Regions from separate parts of the Mus musculus genome. Here region 1 is linked to region 2. Evidence: chromatin contacts called from public HiChIP or PLAC-seq data. All regions are on one chromosome and are shown on one strand. Each heading gives the region's core, a stretch centred on a gene start, on an enhancer-like site or on the middle of the called end of the contact. The rest is flanking DNA. Distances are from core to core; before and after follow the strand shown.

The links. HiChIP or PLAC-seq counts read pairs in DNA pulled down with a chosen protein or histone mark.
Region 1: a contact with region 2 is called in an H3K27ac HiChIP or PLAC-seq map of heart atrium, with 6 times the contacts expected there. The contact joins two enhancer-like sites.

Annotation. Positions count from the first base shown.
Region 1 is chr3:85,516,972-85,520,142 of GRCm38.p6, forward strand. No RefSeq gene overlaps it. Among named protein-coding and RNA genes, the nearest start is that of Gm31419, 27 kb to the left of the region's middle. Within about 2 kb of position 1,855, at least 13 of the 459 cell types and tissues checked have an H3K27ac peak or open chromatin away from gene starts, as enhancers often do. A contact at or near this core is called in heart atrium, where this site is marked.
Region 2 is chr3:85,114,907-85,117,927 of GRCm38.p6, forward strand. Gm31096 (a long non-coding RNA gene) reads right to left here. Exons shown (of 2, transcript XR_003954509.1): 2 at 1-448. Among named protein-coding and RNA genes, the nearest start is that of Gm31096, 5.6 kb to the right of the region's middle. Within about 2 kb of position 1,380, at least 19 of the 459 cell types and tissues checked have an H3K27ac peak or open chromatin away from gene starts, as enhancers often do. A contact at or near this core is called in heart atrium, where this site is marked.

The sequences.
Region 1 (3,171 bases), core at 605-3,104, 400 kb after region 2:
ATGAGTTACAAGGCCTCTAAAAGCAATGAGTCTTTTATGGGGTTGTAGATAATGGTGATTTTCCGTAAATCCTGCCAGAGCCACACAATAGGCCAAGAGCAATTAACATTAATTAAATGATCCCCATAAAGAGGTTGCTTTGCTGACACGTTGATAACCTCTAAATGCTCTTAGCGGGTTCACATTCTTAAAGGTGTCTCTATAGCCGTACCAGGGACTCCGAAGGCTTCTGTTGCCCCAGACGGTTGCACACACGAGCGCTCCACTCAGCTGCAAAGACAGTCCTAAGGGCATCCAGTCAGCACACGAAAGGTGTGCCTAAGACTCCAGAGACAATGTTGAAACAAGGTTCTGATTTGGTAGATCAAGGGGCCTGGGAGTCTGAATTTTTTACAAGTTCCTTTACTGGGGATACTAGCCTGTTCTACTCAGCCAAACACTTTGAAAAGCAATTCTGCACAGAAGTTTTGCAAACAGCCCTTCTTAGCTGCCTAGAGAGGTGACCCAGAACATCTGGGGCATTCCAATACACTGACCTTTCTACCCTGCCTGCTTGCTATTCCTTTCACATTCATTTGTTGGTTGGTGGGCAGGGCTTAGGGGCACACATACACCACACACGTTGAGATCATGAAGAACTTGGGAAGTTGGTTCCTTCTGCCCCTGAAATGGGTTCCAGGCATCGAACTTAGGTCATTGGGCTTGGCAGCAGTAGCTCTAGCACTGAGCCACTTTGCCAGTGCCGCTGTCTGGCTTTTCCAATCCCAGAGAGGGGAAGCTGGTGAGCATAGGGCGGGCAGAACATTGTGAAGACAGTGGTCTCAGAGCCATCCCAGAACTGGAAGCTTCTGATGAGAGGAGAAGACATGGAGACCTTCTCAGGATCTGTGAGTCCAGGGACACATCCAGCCTTCGACCTCTGCATTCTGTATCTACTGTTTTTTGAGAAGTTACCTGGGAGAAGTTACCATTATAAGGAACTGGAGGTAGGTCTCTTTTCCAAGATGAAAGAATTAGAGGTCAGAATATGAGTCTCTGTGGTAGAGCCAGGACCCCTGTCCCTAGACAAAGCTCACCACCCCCATCCCCATTACACTGTGGGGCACAAAAGCAGGCTCTGGACTGTACAACTGCCACATAGCCAATGATGAGGCCTAGGGTGGGAAGGTCTCAGGGTGGACAGAGAGGTGGGAAGAATGTGAACTGTGGAGCAGTGGGGACTAGAAAGAGCCAAACACTTGAAGAACAGCCCAGGAAATTCTGGCAGGGACTTATTGACTATGGAGTGGTGACAGCCTTGAGGAGGTGACCCAAGTGTGGCAGCCAACAGAAGGAAAGTGCCTCTAGTCAGGTGGGTTGAGAGTTTATAGATAATCATGCAGGGGACTTTAGGAAGCTATCTGAGTCCTGCCCAGGGAGCAGGTATGAGGCTGCAACAGGCTATAAAAACTCAGGCCAGTGCATTATGAAACTGTACTTCCCTACTATAGCAGCGTGGCCATAGGAAGCACTAGGAGCCATGTGTGTCTGTGGACGGCTTCCATTTTAACTCAGTAACGATTGGGACTGAAATTAGAAGCATGTCCCAGGTCCACAGAGAGTATATGTACAGTAACCCAGCAGCAATCTCCTGGTCCAAGACAAATTCAATCTGGAAAATATGGAGGAAAGGGAAAGAGGATGGTTCACTCCAGTACAGGAGAGATCGTAGACAAGGAAGTCACCAGAGAAGGGGGAACAGGAGGCTTTACACAGAGAATTCTTGGGTTTCCTCAGAGACTGCAGTCATCTGACCGAGAGATGTGCCCTTGGGCTTGTGGCCTTCCTTTCTCTTTGCTCTGACACCCTTCCTCTGCAGCATTTGCAGGGCAAGCCAAGCCAAGCCTGCTATTTATAGAGCGAGAGCAATTTTACCACAGGGTGTGGGGTTTAATTTAAAAAGACGTCAAGGAGCGAGGGGCAGATGGCTGAGCAGGCAGCGCCTCTCATTGACCTTGACAGGGCCTACTGCAATTGCTTCAGCTTTAGGGACTCTGACGTGGGCTCTGAGGATGATCCCCACACGGGGAAGCTCTTTGGGGAAGGAAGAATAAATCGATATACCAAATACCCTGCTTTTTGATTTCTAATTGATCTCTGATCAGCTTGGGAGATGACACTGGCTGTCAGTTTAAGGGGTCTTTTCTGAAAAGCTCTTCATCTAGACAGACTCTGTTATGTGTCATAGGGTATTAGATATGAAAGATCCCAAACTAAAGGATAGGAGGAGGAGGAGGAGGAGGAGGAGGAGGAGGAGGAGGAGGAGGAGGAGGAGGAGGGAGGAAAATGTCTTTCAACCCATAGAGAAGGAATGAGCAGTCTTTGCTTACTCCACTCTCCCTCCCCATAAGAGTCAGCAAACCACCTTTTAGGGCTCCCTTTATCTTATTATTTTGTTGATTTCGCGAGGACATCATAATAAGACAACAAATACTGCTTGGCCAACCATAAATGTAGTCTTCAAGGGCCTTGTTTCTTCTGAACACATTGGGAATCCTTCCTTGCCTCTACACAGCTTCTAGTGCAGTGATTCTTAGCCCTATGGGTCATGCCCACTTTAGTGGTTGCTTTTAATATAGCCTGCATATCAGATATTTACATTATGATTCACGGCAGGATCAAAATTACACTTATGAAGGAGCCAAGAAATAATGTTATGGCCGGGGCATTAGGAAGGCTGAGAACCACTGTTCCAGTGGTTTGCTCATAATCCTGGACACTCCTTGGATTGTAGCTGCAAACTTCAGTCTCTGCCTTCTTTGTCACATAGTCATCTCTCTGTTCCTCTGTGGTCCTGGCTGGTCTAGGCCTGTTAGAGTTCCACCTGCCTCTGTCCCCGAAGTGCTGGGGTTAAAGGTGTGCCCCACTAAACTCAGCTTCTTCTCTTACAAGGACACTCACTGGTCACAGTGGGTTGCACCTACCCCATACTGCTACGATCTTATCTCAACTAATGGTACCTCAGCAATCCTGCTTCCAAATAGGACTGAATTCTCGGGTATTGGGAGTGAGGACTTCAACAGAGGGGATTGATTGGCTCCAATAGTGCCCACAGGTACAAAATTTACTTGGCTCGTTCCCTTGGTTGTAAGAAAAAGTTAAAATATATTGATAGCCAAGCTTTCCTCGTAC
Region 2 (3,021 bases), core at 130-2,629:
GATCCTCCTGCCTCTGTCTTCCAAGTGCTGGGATTAAAGGTGTGCACCACCACACCCTGCGTAAAAGGTTCTTACACCTTAAAAATGTAAAAATAATTTAAATTGAGAAATCAATTTTAGCTTTCTGACTATAAAACAGTATTCTGTTTAGATTCGACCTGAGGGCCGTGGTAGGCCAACTCCTACTATGGACAGCAGCTTGGAGCTGGCAGGTGGAAATGCTCTGGACTCTCTGAATTCAAACAGGTTAGGGAGAGGAGCCCAGCAGTCCAGGGCTGCTCCACAGAAGTTTCTCTGGTTAGAACCTCTTAGCCAGGGGCACAGGCATTGTCTGTGGGGATGCAGGGATGGCGGAGGCACACCAGGTGACTTGGAAAGCTTTTCCTCCACTTCTCATGATTCCATGCAGTGACTCCCTGGGCTTTAGAAGAAAACCACAAGAGCTGAACTGATTGGAGGGAAGGTCATTCAGAATTTGCAAAAGAAAAAAAAAAGTCTGAGTTATAAAACGGTTTATAAGAAATGATGCTTCATTGCGTTCAAGGACATTCGGCAATCAAACGAACACTTAACAAAGGGCTGTCAATAATCCATTTGAATTGCACTTCGTATTTGTCAAAGTGCTTTCCAGTACATTATCCCCATTGATCTGGCCAGGCACCCTAGGAGGCAGATAGCCCCATTTTACAGGAGAGGTCACCGTGAACACCTTCACTGAAGGCAGTGGCTCAGAAGGGCTATGGACTCTGCCTTGTAGCCTCCATGACCTGATACAAATGGTGACTTCATATTATGTACATCTATAGCACTAACTCAAGCTTATTTTTAACCCCTGTGAATCTCCTAGACACATGGCCACCTAGCCAGATCAGCATGAGGAATTCATCACACAGCACTAATGAAACACCGAGAGAATTCATGGAGAGTCCTTCCCAGGTCTGAAGGAGGAAAGGTATATCTCAAATGATAAAGGTTTTTTTCCAGGCTTGAGTTTGTTTTTCTTCTGCTAACTTCGTAATTGGGAGGAAGCTCGATACTGAGGGAAGGCACCTCCAGCTTCTGAGCTGTGCTTTCCCTTTGCCTATCACAGCAAGTGTGGCCTGGGGGACATGGTGCACTGCCAGGCAGCCAGCCAGCCAGCCCTAGTGAACTGGGGGGACAAGCCTGTTCTTCTTACCTCCCAGCTCGGGTCTCTCATCAGCATTTCTCTGCCAAATTGGGCTTTGGCACACCTAAAGATGCCTTGGCAAACTTTGCTAATTTCCCAAGAGCAACTTCCTGGTTCTTAATTAGGCCTTTTATTCCTCGATGTCTATATTTAACTGTGCTCCGTTAATGCTGACCTCTTTTGGACAGTGCCAAGAACGTCAGGGAGGTGGCAGTTGAGTCTAGACAGGGCAATTATTCAGATATCTAAGCTCCCCCAACTCATTCTTACAGTGTTACCCCAGGAGGAGACAGTCAGTCACTGAGGGACGCCTTCCTGGGCTCATTAAATAACCACTCTATCTTTCTCTCCACTGTGCCCGGGGAGGCAGAGATCGGCAGTAACCAATGGTGGAGAGTGAGCCAGCTGCAAGATGTCACCCTAGAGCTCAGAGGGACAGAGCATGGAGCACAGAGGGGGAGGTGGGGGTTGAAAAGAAAAAGTCTTTGAGAAAGGCTCTTGATGGTGCAAGGAAACCACAAGGCTATTCATCCCTCCTCGTCTGTAAAATTGGAAATAGCTTAACTTTCTGTGGCAGGAGGCATGGATCCATAGAGCCTGCTGTATTCACACAACGGGGCACAGCTGAGGTGTAAGAAGACAGGTGAAGGAGAGTCATGTGTATCAGCACAGAGAACCCTGAAAACATGGTGGAGCCTCCAAAGTAAGTCACACAGGGTGCTAAGGATATGAAAATATTTGCCAAATTATCAAGTGGCTTGGTAATGATGCTGTATCTTATTTATGGGTAACATGCATGTGCCGCAAGTATTTTTTAAATTATGATAATTAAAATACCTCCAAAGCTGTCCATCCCTTTCTTTTTCTTTTAGAAGAGAAGAGACAGATCAGTGATCAAACAAGAGATAAAGACACAAACTTTTTTTAAAAAGAAAATAAAATGCATGACAATGTCACCAAAGGAGGGAGATCTGTTTACTAGTAGCGTCATAATACTAATACTGTTGACAGATGAGCAGGCTCAGCTCTACACTATGGCCCACAGAAGTCCGAGAAGCTCTTTCTCAGAGACTGCCATTCAGGCAAAGCTGGATCCTTGGCGACACCACGTGAGGAGAGTTCCTGGTGAGCTGGTACAAAGCAGAAGTGGACCCTTTGAGAATAGAGAGAGAGATGTGGGCAGTCCGTTCAGTGTGGCATCTGGGAAGAGGGAACCTCATCTGAGAAAAGGCCTCCATCGGATTGCCCTGTAGGAAAACCTGTGGGGGGGATTTTTCTTGATTAATGATTGTTTGGGAGCCTAGCCCGCTGTGGGTAGAATCATCTGTGGGGAAGATGGTCCTGGGTTGAATAAGAAGGCAGGTTGAGCAAGCCAGGGGGGAGCAAGCCAGTAAACAGCACCCCTCCATGGTCTTTGTTTTAGTTTCTGCCTCTAGTTTTTTGGCCTGCTTGGATTCCTACCTTGGGGTCCATAACCAATGAACTGTGATCCGGACGTGAAAGCCAAATGAAACCTTTGCTCCCCAAGTTGCTTTTGGTCACAGTGTTTTATCACAGCAATAGGAAGCAGACTAGAAATGGACAGGAAAATAATGAGGCACACCGGAGAGGGTGAGCATGGGCTTCTCAAAGAAGAATTGCTCTTCAGTGTGTCCAAATATATGCCGTTCTGGTGGCTCTCAAGTTACAGCCCAGAGTAGCTAGGACATTTTTGTCCCCTCCCTCTTTTTACAAGTGAGATCATTGTATGGTTTTGGGTTGTCTTAGATGGGATTACAGTTAATAAGATAAAGCCAGGGACCACCGGGGTTGCACAAGAGGGTTGGGAAATGTCCTGTCACTACAACAGAGGT